Regions from separate parts of the Mus musculus genome. Here region 2 is linked to region 1. The links are chromatin contacts, called in public Hi-C maps. All regions are on one chromosome and are shown on one strand. The core of a region is the stretch at or near the end of the contact, and the rest is flanking DNA. Distances in the headings are between cores, read along the strand shown. Region 1 has its middle 280 kb from the start of Gm4719. Region 2 has its middle 110 kb from the start of Gm41653.

The links. Hi-C and Micro-C count contacts between places; a contact is called where the count stands out from the background.
Region 2: a contact with region 1 is called in a Hi-C map of cortical neurons, with 1.9 times the contacts expected there. The contact joins two enhancer-like sites. A contact is called at or near these places in 2 of 484 Hi-C or Micro-C datasets (cerebral cortex and cortical neurons) and 1 of 115 datasets of contacts at active chromatin or transcription factors (neural progenitor cells).

What each region holds. Positions count from the first base shown.
Region 1 is chr17:89,652,567-89,656,214 of GRCm38.p6, forward strand. No RefSeq gene overlaps it. Among named protein-coding and RNA genes, the nearest start is that of Gm4719, 280 kb to the left of the region's middle. Within about 2 kb of position 1,720, at least 16 of the 459 cell types and tissues checked have an H3K27ac peak or open chromatin away from gene starts, as enhancers often do. A contact at or near this core is called in cortical neurons, where this site is marked.
Region 2 is chr17:89,863,095-89,866,742 of GRCm38.p6, forward strand. No RefSeq gene overlaps it. Among named protein-coding and RNA genes, the nearest start is that of Gm41653, 110 kb to the right of the region's middle. Within about 2 kb of position 2,092, at least 6 of the 459 cell types and tissues checked have an H3K27ac peak or open chromatin away from gene starts, as enhancers often do. A contact at or near this core is called in cortical neurons, where this site is marked.

The sequences.
Region 1 (3,648 bases), core at 470-2,969:
ACTAATGAAGAGGAGGCTGGGGAAGGGGGGACTCAGAAGTCTGGAAAGGATGAAAGAGAGTGTCCACCCTGACTGCAGGAAAGCAAAAAAACAGTGGCATACTGTGATCTGAGTCCTGAGCCTTGCTGCAAGCTCAGATGAGGCTGATGGTTTCTGCTTGAAAGCAGTTGGTGGTCAGCATGGAACAGAGAAGGTCTGGACTCCTCAGGAGTGGGATTTCACTAGGTAATTGCAAAGAACCTAGAGAACACCAGCATCCACAGGCAGGGTGGGTGTCAAGGGAGTGTGGTGATTGACAGCTGATCATGGACTTTATAGGGAAGTGCCAATCTGAATAGACAGAAAAGGAAAACATCTCAACATTCAGGCCCAAGGACACTTGGAGTCAGAGTAGACAGAGAGGTATGAGAGATTTAAGAAAAGAGAAATGGTTGGTCTGGTGTGTAGAGTGACTAAAATTGAGGTTATTGAGAAATTATTGTTACCAGCATTGTAGACATCCAGGGTATAAACACAGAACTGCCTCTGTCATCTGTGGGACTTCCTTGCCCCATTTAGAGTTTGAACCCCAAACCACTTCCCATTAAATAATTTAAAATTGCCACTTCTCCCCTGCCCCTTGCACTTTTCCCACACTCATGTTTCTGTGAGAAAGCTTGGCCATATCACAGTGTACATTTATGCTATTTTTTTTTGTTTGTGTTTGACCTCCTTCTCTGGAATTAAAGCTCTAGAAAGATCAGGATTTGGATCATTTCTAGGACCTAAAACACCTTTAATGATTAGAGATTTGTGTAGCAAAAACTACTCTTAGTATTAAGTACATTTTTTTTACTTTCTCTAATAAGTTGAAGATGACAATCCTAAAGAACCAGCAAGACCTCCTAATATTGTGCAGTTTTGTGGATGGTTGGGCAGCCTAGCATAAATATACAAAGGTATTACTAACTGAACATGTTCATAATAGAAAGCTAAATAAATGAAAACTGTAAATCAGTCCTTCACTGTAATTTAGATTAAATGGGACACTGCCTATGTTTCAACTATTATAAAGTTAATAATTAAATTCTTCTGAGCTGAGTAGTGTGATTTTTTTTTTTGTTCTTTTGGGAGGTGGCCAGACTCATAACATTTTCAGCTGTGTCCATTTTGTATACTGTCACTTTCTGCACTTTCTCTTTTCAGGGTTTTAGAGCCAACTGCTCTACCATCTTGCTATGCATTCCCATCCCATAATTTGCTGCTTCTATGTATTTTTAATCGACCAGAAAGAGTTCATGTGAAGTTGTAGACATGAAACAAGGAGTACAGGGCCTCATGTGTAGGTGAAGTCACACTAGCTTTTGTTATTGTCACTGTCCACTCCTGTGCTTAATTGGATTATAGACAAATGTAATAGTGGACTGGGAAGTCCCATAATCCTAGTTATGCGCTGTTGGGGGCCTTTTGTTCTCATGTTACTTTTTCTGTTTATATGGCCAGCTCTGGGCAGAAGAGAGTTAAACACATGATACTATCAAATACATGCATAAGGAGAGGATTTCAGTCAAAGGCCTCCGATCAAAACAGCCCTTAAGACAATGTTCCATTTGAAGGCAAGTTCATGAAGCAGAAAGTGACCAGATTTACTAAACAAAAGAGTGCATTGGAGAGGTTTTAAGGATAATGCAAAGGTCTATGATAACTCATGAATAACTCGCCTGACCTAGATTTAAGTAGCACAGATGATTCATGCTGACATAGACATTTGGTTATTTAACCAAATGCATTGTATAAGCATCTCATTTCTACACTATACTTTTAAAAAAGCATAAGCATTTCAGATTAAGAAAATAAAAGTTATTTTAACGGCCGATGATGTGAACTGTTAAGAGTCACAGCCTATGCTTTCTGCATCTGAGTCTCTTCTGTAGGAAACCAATTTCTTAATGCCCAAGTCCCACAGCACATTGCAGCTCCATTAAAATCTGAGAAAAAGGTCCCATTCTGCCAGTAGAGGGCAGCATTACCTAGTCAAGTGTTAAGTGGGCACCAGAACAGATGGGCAGATGGTGCAGAATTTAGAATGCAGAATGGGTGGCTACCTACTGCTCCTCATCCTTGAGTCACCAGACCACAAGTGCTTCTCCACAAAATAGCAATCTTAAGTAATAGTGGAAACGCTCTCCCTCCTCACTGCCACTGTTCCCAAAATGGTCACATTACTCATTTCTGTTGGAATAGGAACAGGAATTTAAACTTCTACAATCTGTGTTGTTTTCTGAAATTTAAAGTTTGTTCTATGAATACATTCATTTATATAAAATACAGCAGCTTGTCTATACATATTTGAACATTTCAAAATTACAGTTGAAAGTAGCGGATTTTTTTTTCTTCTGCAAAAATATTTAAGAAGTATTTATAAAGTTTGATTATGTTTAATATCATGTTGAAACATGAAAACTTAATTGCACATTTAATATAGAAATAGTCAAAGTCATCGGCTGTCACAGACCATTTTTAAAAAAAACCTAGCTGTGTAATGTTTAACCACAATAATCTGTGAAGTCCACTTGTTCTGCCTGTAATATTTGGATGACTCTCTTTACAGTGGTCCCCATGTGGGTCACAGAAGCTGCTGTAGCAGGACATATCTCATGACATAAGATTGATTCCCATGAATAAGGTAGGAGGATTAGATAGTTTAACATTCTGTCTAGAGAATATAAAATATTCAATGGGAGATATGAAAACAGATGTTGAAAAATTGACAAAATACATGATATAAGAAGCCAGTATGAAATAGTTAATGGAAAAGTCTTTGAAATCTTTCATTTAACAATGGAGGAAGTGGAAGAAAGATTAGGCAACACATATTGAAGTGTATTAAAATGCTAAAGGCACTGTGCACATGAATGGAGTTATGTAGATCATCATTCAAACCTTAGCATTCATGGTCACCTTGTGTCTGTGCCCTTGGCTACCTTAGCAAGACAGCTTGGTGGGATGTTTCACATTTTCTTCTTCCTTTGACCTTTATTAAAGAAAAAAGTCCTACTTGTCATTTTTTTCTATTAATATAATTCTGAAACCTAAAGTTAATGCAGGAATTATGTAATGACATGAATGCTAATACAGAATGATGCAACCCCACCAGAGTCCAGAAGAACACCTTGTGCTTCATCAAGCAAGGCTTAGACAGCAGCATCCCGCATTTGTGTGCCGTGCTCCACCGATGCTATTCTTGACTATGAGAAACTGTTTCCTTTTAGGGTAAGTTAAAAGTTTCTCAGATCAGGAGAAAGCCTGGCTACTGCAAAAAAAATAGTAATAATAAATGAAATTATGCTTCATCCCTCCCCCCCCTAATTTTTTGCCTGTAGCAGCAGTAAGTGCAATAATGTGAGAGTGGGAACGGATTGCTATGGCAACAAAGTGTACTCTGATAATGAAGATGGTATCTAACAAGCAAGAGCAGGTATAACTTTAAGAGAGACACACACACAGAGGAGGAGGAAGAAGAGGAGGAGGAGGAGGAGGAGGAGGAGGAGGAGGAGGAGAGAGAGAGAGAGAGAGAGAGAGAGAGAGAGAGAGAGAGAGAGAGAGAGAGAGAGAGCCTTTAATGAGCAGGAAGAAAATGTAAAAAGCTTAATGTTTTCATTGTCTATC
Region 2 (3,648 bases), core at 842-3,341, 210 kb after region 1:
TCACTTAAAGAAAATTGGCTCTTCGGTTCCTAAAGGCTGTAAACCATCCATTGTTTCTCAGAGAGGGAGGTTCATGAATTCAGGCTAGTTCAGGAAATCTTCAAGGAACAATACTTCAACTTGAGTTAAACCTCAGTTACCTACCGAGAGAGAAGCATGAGCAGGTAGCATGCTTACAGTGAAACTATTGCAGCAAAGTGTTGTTGATTATGAAATAAACAGATTGCCTACCAAGTTAAAGCCATAGACAGTTGGCCTGTGGCTCCCTTTGAGAAAGAGATGATGGGTATCAAAGAGTTTTATATATGAATGTCTGGTCAAAGATAGACTGGTTATCAACTTTTCCTTTCTCGTATCATTTCCAGCTTTCCGGAAATAGTTATCGAAATGAAATGTAACCTTGTTGTACTTGAAGAACACTCACGTTATCTATGTTTTATAAGTAAGAGAAGTGAGTGAGTGAAGAGAAAGAGGTAGCAATGTGAAGCCCACATGATAAACCTGGAGGGGTGCTGTTTTATTTTGTTTCTTGTTATAACAGCTTGACCTAAAACACATGTAGTTTTTCTTGCTACACAAAACACAAGTTGCCTTCTCTGGAATGTGTGATTCAGAACAGTGTGTATTTATCATGTTCTCCATGCTCTCAGTGTCTGTATAACCAATGAGCAACTCCCTCTACACCCTACACCCCTACACCAGCTCCATCCGGAGAAACTTTAAAAGCACTCTTTTTGCACTTCACAGCCCAGGTCAGTTACTGCTCAGAAACTCTTCTCCAACCCTTTATAGTGGAACACATCCTTCACGTAGTACTGTTTTGTAGCTTTCTTGAAAAAAAAAAAAGATCTATATTGTTTCTGCAGAGGTTTGGATTGATTAGTCTGGGTTTATCAGAATTGCCATATCTTCTTCCAAGCTAGAATTTTTCAACACCTTTCGTTGCTTAAATAAGGTAATAAAGGAAATTGTCTCAATCAATCAGAATCTAAGCAAGGAAATTTATGTTCCTAGAGTATATTACTTGAACCAACTCAGGAAAAGATGAAGATGTTTCACATGTTCCTTTATCATTTTAAGTCTGAAATTGAACCTGGCATTGTACTGGAACAATGATACTTCCATGGCACTGAGTGTGTAAGACTCATTTTTAAGTTATAAATATTTTTAGATTTATTCCCAACAAATCTAATTACTTCAGTATTCATTAAAAGGTGCTCATTTCTTTTTGCCTTTTGCTTATTTCTGTTTCTGGTGATTGAATCCAGGGACTTACAGGTGCTAGGTAAACATTCATCCACTGATTATTGCCTATTTTAAAATATGTTTTGCCATGTAAAATCACCCCAAATACACTAATATAATTTTGGATACCTATATGAGTTATTTCTTCATCTCCCTTGTTTACATCACCAAACCTACCTCTCAGCAACTAGAGCACAAACTCTGAGAACATGCTGTTTTGGGGGGCAGGGTTTCTCTGTGGAGCCCAGCATGCTGTCCAGAAATTCACTTAATAGACTATGATATGATTCAACTCAGGAGGCCTGTCTTTGCCCCGTAAGAGCTGAGATTAAAGGCATGTGCCACCATACCTTTAGAACATGTATTTTTTTAAAATGTGTTTTGCTTAATGCTTTATGGCTCATATTCCATAAAGGTAACCTGAGCACAATAATATTCAGTAAATATTTGGTAAACATATAAGTGAATTAATCCAAGTATTCTGAGTTCACAAATTTACATTACTAATTTATAATCTCCTCTAAAAATAGATCTTGCCACAAGAGAACTTTAAAAAAGAAAGAAAAATGCTGCATGTAATGTGGAAGAACAGTTCCCAAAATATGCTTCATTTGTTTTTTCATGAAAAAAATCCAGTAGCAACATTTTTTTCTCCATCATTACCATCTTTGTATGTTTCTTTGATATTAAACTCTAGAGTTAGAGATTACGTAAGGATGAAAGTAAAGTTGAAAAACTAAAAAGTGTCAATGTTAACAGTAGCAATAAATAATGTTTTGCTAAAAGCTGGCTAAGAATAGATGGCACAGACTATGTGGGAGTATGCAAATGATATGCAAATCAGAATCTAATTTTAATGCAAATGCTCATGTGGACCGACTAACTATTTCATGCACCTGGATAGAGTCCCTAGGAAAATTCTAACAGAGAGAAATGTGCTTTCAGCAATGTTTTAATGACTGGGTGGTTTGAAGAGCAGGGGTGCTACACCTGACATGCATTGTAAGATCTGCTAGTCAGCTGCTGAAAACAAGCTTTTGTATACGTGATACTGCTTTGCAACTTTGGTGGCTACCAATCTGAGTTACACATATCTTTACTGCACTATCCATAAGTAAGTCTGAAGTTGATTTTTTTTTTCAGGTTACTAGGCAGTGTGTATCAGTTAATATATCACTAAATATAGGAACATGTAAAAATTTGAGATCATGAGTACTACTGAATGTAGTGATCTCAAATATGTACTATGGTCATGTTTTAACACATGACCTGGCAGACAAGGTCACTTGCATCCTCCTTGCAATATGAATTTTCTAAAATAAAGAACAATTGGACAAAAATTGGACAAGATAAACGTATAACTATGGTGGTTTTAAAAGATTAGCAACAGTCAAGTTGACAGGAAAACATTTAAAAGACATAGATGAGGGATGGAGCAGGCAGGTGCATTTGTGTGTGTGTGTGTGTGTGAGATAGTGCCATGCGGTTTCTCTAACCTTTAGAATTAGAAAAATCATTAGCTTATGCTTCTTTATTACTATCAATCATCTGCTTTCTGACCTTCCTTGATTTAATAGAACATAAAATAAATAATATTCTTTGCAGTTACTCCAGAAGTTGTATCTGGGTTTTGTTGGTTTAACTGATACACAGAAACAAAAGTGATAGCAACTTCTTGGTACCATGTGATTCGTCAGTACAATTATACATTATGGAATATGCTAATTTAAAAAGTAAATTGACTTGCATTTTCAGCATTATGACTGAAATGGATTGTCCTGCCTCTCTCACTAGACTCCATACTGCATAGTCTACATGTTTTTGTTAAATTACTAGCCTAACAGAAATAAGTTGGATGTTCCAAAGACAGAGAGGCAAAGAATGGTAGTAAAGAAAGAAGGAAGGAAGGAAGGAAGGAAGAAAGGGGGAGGGAGAGAGGGAGGGAGGAAGGGAGGACAGCAGACCAGTTGATGTGAGACAATTTTTCCTATGGGAGAAACAGGATTTTTGAGAGAACAAACACCAGTAGCATTGGGCTAAGAGGATTCTAACTTATGAGGTAACTGTGGGCAAAGTAGTTCCCTGCCATGTTTCTAGTCACAGAGGCAATTAATGTGAACTTGTTTCCAGATAGAATATCCTAGTTCTCAGCAGCCTACAGAAACTTAAATAATTTGACAAGAAGATGCACAGTATTAGCAACGTGTCTTAGTTCCCAAGCAAGACGTGCTGAATGGCAAGTCCTTATTTGATTCTTAGGGAAATTATAATTTCAGAATACTTGTACAGATATATGATTCTTAATTTAGAATCATGAGACAGTAAATGAAATAAGGAAAAAAAAAAAAAAAGAGTGAGTTCATAGGTACAGATTGCCAAAGAATTTAGTGGACAGTCAATAGG